2 separate regions of the Zea mays genome follow, and region 2 is linked to region 1. The links are chromatin contacts, called in public Hi-C maps. All regions are on one chromosome and are shown on one strand. The core of a region is the stretch at or near the end of the contact, and the rest is flanking DNA. Distances in the headings are between cores, read along the strand shown. Region 1 has its middle 52 kb from the start of LOC103640988. Region 2 has its middle 15 kb from the start of LOC100279532.

Region 1 (2,700 bases), core at 26-2,525:
AAAAATGACCAAATTGAATTACTTAGACAAACCAGAGAACTAACCTATCTTAGATCTCATCCAAAAGCTTAAAGCTTTTTAAGCAACTTCATCACTTCACTAAACTATTAGCCGCCCTCATTCCATAGGTGAAGTCATTTTCTTTTTGGACAATAATTAGTTTACTAAGCAAATCACATCCAACGAGTTCCAAATTTTTGCCCACAGTTTTAACTTCTGATAACAAGTCTCTCCAAAAAAATTTCAAAATTTTTGGTGTTATCCTCTTATTTATAAAATTAATATAGGCCTCCCAAGAGCACCTTAAATTCACTTAGAATTTGCTAATTAATCTAAAAAACCTAAAACCAACTTTACGAGAGAGGTCATGAAATTAGACGTCCAACAAAATTTGTCCCATTAATTTATCATTTTTCTATGATTTTTAGCTCAATTTACAAGTTTGCTAATAAAAAAACGATAAAACTGAGTACAGTACTAGGCCAAAACCTAGCCCAGCCGACCCAGTAACAGAAAGAGTTGGCCCACAACGAATAGCCCGCGCCCTCATCACATATCTTGCAAAAAGGACCTTCGCGCTCAAACTAATCCACATCGGCCCTTTCCACTGTTATCTTACTCACCGACAGATTCACTTAAGTCCCTCGGATTCCACTCTTTTACAAAGTTCCAGCCACGTTACCGGCGATATCCTAGACTGCGAACCCGATCCCGAGACATCTCCGCAGTAAATCCTCTCCCAAGTACACGGGGAGCATTAGAGACTCACCAAATTCCTGTTGCGTGCACGAAATCACTCGGGGAACACCGAACACGTGGTTTGAACGGCTGGAGATGAGGCTGTCTATGACGTCGATCTGCGGCGACGTGGTCTGGCGGCAAGTTCCCCGTTCCCGATCAAGGATCCTGGCCTCGGGTAGAGCGACGGCCGGCGTGGTCACTAGATTTGGAAGGCAACGGCGACAAGGGGTGGGTTTAGACTGAAAGAACTGCGTGACCAAGCTACTACGGCGTAGAAACAGGGACGGTAAAACTCTAGCCGGACCTAGCTAAGAAGCACAAGTCGAGGGGAAAGAGAAACACCCTTTTGCCTTGGCAACCACAGCAAGGTATAAACCGAAGCAGCTCTAACATCCATTACTATCTCGACATCTACAGGTTATGGCTAAAGTTTGCATGGACCTGAGCACGTGGCCCAGGCATCCACGCCCACGTAAGGGCAAGCTACAGCGAGGAGAAACTGAAAAAAAAAACAGCGGTGTTTTGATAGAGCAGCACAGCAATAACTGAGTCAGCAGTTGGGATAAGGTTTGAACTCTTTGGTCCCAGATATTTGAAGTCCAAGCTCATCCTTTCATAAAGTGCTAACACCCCTCATACTCCCTTTGACAGAAACAACAAAGCGTCACAGTGACTGGAATGTTCTTCAAACACATGCCCCAATACTGAACCAACTGAACTTCGACCCACTGGACTAACAGAGGCATTTCAGGGTCCTAATACTCCATCCTTCTTATAGCAACTCACTGCCCTTAACACAATCTATACAAAAATCGAAGGTTAAAAATATGCAGAACAGAAGTTACAAATGCTCAAAGTGAGCCCCATTCACTGGATTCTGGTTTCAGCTAACTGAAACATCTATTGACTTTATATGTCTGACAGAAAGGGTTTTGGGTACCTTTTACTCCAAATTTTTGCACAGCACTAGGCCTACTCACCATAAGAAACTTGTCTCCTAATATAAGACCTTCAATTTCTCTACACATTCTATAGTCCAAAACCTTAGGAACCGGTCACAAAAGAGCTCCAAACTAGGCACCATCCACTGAATTTCAGGTTTCAGAAACTGAACAAAATTTCAGTCAAAGCAACTTGACAGCCCATCTTGGAACTAACTTCTCTCCCAAATTTGTGTAGCACCAACCCAACACTTCTTAAATACGTTTGTTCTCCTAGATATGGTCTTCCATTTTTCTATAAAGTTCTTCGTCCAAAACTACCAAGATTTGGCACAATAGAGCTCCAAACAGAGCACCAAACTGTAAATTTATGTTTCAGTGATCTGCACAAAAATTCAGTTTGTGCACACTGACATTTTTGGGCAAGTTTTACTCCAATTTTTGTATGGGGTCATGTCAAGCTCACTTAAGGAAAGTTATTCATCAACAGATGGTCTTCAATCCATTTATGGACCTCTCAGCCCAAATCCTTAGGGATTAGTGACAAACAAGCTCCCAAAACTGCTATCAAACACTGAACTCAGTTCTAGTTACTGTTTTAAATATGAAAATTCAGAAATACAGCAGCACCACTTGGAACCACTCTTTTTTCCTGGGTTTCAAATGTTTTTAGGGGCCAGTTGCTTAATAAAGTTTATACTCCTATAGTTCCTCTACAACTTTGACATAGTGACCCATATCTAAACCCTCATAGATTCCAAACTACAGAGGTGCAAAGCTTGCCCAAATTACTGAAATTCAGACTGAATTTCACTAAGTCTGAAATCCACACTTTCAGACAGATCTACTTTAGACCAGCTTTTCTCTAGGTTCCAAATAGCTTTAGGGCTAAGTGTCTTAATCAAACTTATACTCCTCATTTAGCTCTATAATTGTGTTATAATGATCATAACCTATAACCCTATGGATAAAGCAATAGAGAGCTCCAAAGTTACACCAAAACACTGAAATTCAGGAT
Region 2 (2,700 bases), core at 40-2,539, 160 kb after region 1:
ATTGCTCAAATAATTTAGTTTCGTCAATCCTCTCACTAACCCTATGGAAGCTTCTTTAATATTCCTTTCTGCTTAGATGTGGATGGGGACTCATTGTTACATGTTGTTAGGCCCTTCCCCTTCCATTGAACTTTTTCCCTATCACGGTCAATAGAGCATAGTTCATCTACACTTTCATGTGACAATGCGCTATGCTCACCGTCCAAGTTGGAACAGATTTTAACTCCCATCAGTGTACTTCATGTACATCTTGGGTTGTTGGCGATGAGCACGCCACATGTGCTCTAGATTCAACTCGATTTCTCAGGGCTTCTTACAAAAAGTCTTAGCTTTTTCAAGCAACATAGAATCATCTGCTCCACTCGGTCGAGCCACGTATAAGAAGTTGTAGATGTTGTTAAATAGGGTGATCTTTTGGTGGCTTATGGACCACTAATCTTTCAACTGCTTGAGATGTGGTGGCAATGAGCTTTTGTGGTGAGTTGTATGTGTTTGGCTATTTGTCCCTAGAACATCGATCTCTTCTTACTATTTCCATCAGTAATAGGGTACATTAAGTGTAGTAGCCACATTTAGAACTAGAAAATAAACTAAAAACCATTATTGACCTAACAATTATGTGGACTTCAAAAAATATATATGCGTACTTACCAGCTTTTCATCCTCCTTTTGTCATCCAGTCTCTATGACATTGGAATTGTGGAGCATTAGAGCAAGCGGTTTGGATTGAAACGTCATCACTGTCACTACTTAGAGGCATTATCGTGGATGTAGGAGAACAAAGTACAGGAAGAGCACCATACGAAGGAGTATCATGTGAGGAAGGATAACCAAACAAGAGAAAAATGAAGAAGGAGCACCATATGGAGGAGCATCATACAATCTATACGGAGGAGCGCTATATAGAAAGTGGGACTGTGGGAGGCTACAATAAAGAAAGATGGTTGAATGTGGTGGGAATGAACATAAACACCCTCTATTTATAAACTGAATTTTATAATTATTTAAAATTTTAGCCTTTTTTAGTTTTTGGACTTCAAACGTTTCAAAACAAATGCATGCAACGAATAGGTGCTTTACCTAAAATGCCGACCACTACTGATTTTCAGATCAATATCGACTGAACATATCAATCAAAATCAACAATATTGAAGTTAGATAATCGCTACTGGTCCAATGGTCCAATATAATAGTCATTATTGACGGTAAGTATCAATCGGTACCCACCCAAGCTCTACCCACGGATCGACAGAAGCTATGGATGCCACTAATAATGCGGTCGATAACTACGGTGGTATGCCAGACCACGTCACCTGTCGCTATCGATCCACGTTAGGCCAGCCTAATAAATGTACCGTATAAGAGTCTATGGGCATACTTTGCCTAACTTTTATAACTAAGGTTAGTTCTTCAATTCAAACAACTAATCTTAGATAAAGTGTGTGCAGTTAGCAACGAACTAAACAAGCCCTATGTACCGTATAAGAGCCTAATAAATGCTTTCGCCCTCCTCTCATCAAACGGACACAATAAAGGGTCTCTTCGAGACTATCCAATTTTTGAAGAAACTGATTTATAAAAATTGATGTGGTTCCGAACGTATCAGTTTATGTCTCAGTTTATAAAATTAGATTCACAGTTTTTTAAAAATCAAGAATCTAGCCTATTCTAGCTAAAAAATAAAAACTGTTTTCTTAAAAATTGGATTGTTTCCAAACAGGATCTTAGTGAATCGAGTTTTGTCGGGGACCATAATTAGGGGTACCCTCAAGACTCCTAAATCTCAGCTGGTAACCCGCATCAGCACAAAGCTGCAAAGGCCTGATGGGTGCGACTAAGTCAAGGATCGGTCCATTCGAGGGACGCGATCACGCCTCGCCCGAGCCCAGCCTCGGGCAAGGGCAGCCGACTCCGGAGGATTTACGTCTCGCCCGAGGACCCCCTCCAGCAACGGACACACCTTCGGCTCGCCCGAGGCCCAGTCTTCGCCAAGAAGCAACCTTGGCCAAATCGCCACGCCAACCGACCAAATCGCAGGGGCATTTAATGCAAAGGTGGCCTGACACCTTTATCCTGACGCACGCCCTCCAGTCGACAGAGCCGAAGTGACCGTAGTCACTTCGCCGCTCCACTGACCGATCTGACAAGAGGACAGCGCCGCCTGCGCCGCTCCGACTGCTGTGCCACTCGACAGAGTGCGGCTGACAGCAGCCAAGTCCGGCCTCAGGCGCCATAGGAAACTCTGCTTCGCCCGACCCCAGGGCTCGGACTCGGGCTCAGCCCCGGAAGACGACGAACTCCGCTTCGCCCAACCCCAGGGCTCGGACTCGGGCTCAGCCCCGGAAGACGACGAACTCCGCTTCGCCCGACCTCAGGGCTCGGACTCAGCCCTGGCCTCAGCCGACGGTCTCCGCCTCGCCCGACCCAGGGGCTCGGACTCGACCTCAGCCTCGGAAGACAGACTCGACCTCGACCTCGGAGGAGCATCCACATCGCCCAACCCAGGGCATAGACCGACCACGTCAACAGGAGGCGCCATCATTACCCTACCCCAAGCTGACTCAGGCTACGGGGAACAAGACCGGCGTCCCATCTGGCTCACTCCGCCAGACAAGTAATGATGGCGCCCCGCACGCTCTATGACGACGGCGGCTCTCAGCCCCCTTACGGAAGTAAGAGGACGTCGGCAAGGACTCGACA

The links. Hi-C and Micro-C count contacts between places; a contact is called where the count stands out from the background.
Region 2: a Hi-C map of leaf shows a contact between it and region 1, with 5 times the contacts expected there. The contact joins two enhancer-like sites. A contact is called at or near these places in 2 of 25 Hi-C or Micro-C datasets (ear and leaf).

What each region holds. Positions count from the first base shown.
Region 1 is chr10:29,814,851-29,817,550 of Zm-B73-REFERENCE-NAM-5.0, forward strand. No RefSeq gene overlaps it. Among protein-coding and RNA genes, the nearest start is that of LOC103640988, 52 kb to the left of the region's middle. Within about 2 kb of position 1,276, at least 7 of the 20 cell types and tissues checked have an H3K27ac peak or open chromatin away from gene starts, as enhancers often do. A contact at or near this core is called in leaf, where this site is marked.
Region 2 is chr10:29,972,847-29,975,546 of Zm-B73-REFERENCE-NAM-5.0, forward strand. No RefSeq gene overlaps it. Among protein-coding and RNA genes, the nearest start is that of LOC100279532, 15 kb to the right of the region's middle. Within about 2 kb of position 1,290, at least 9 of the 20 cell types and tissues checked have an H3K27ac peak or open chromatin away from gene starts, as enhancers often do. A contact at or near this core is called in leaf, where this site is marked.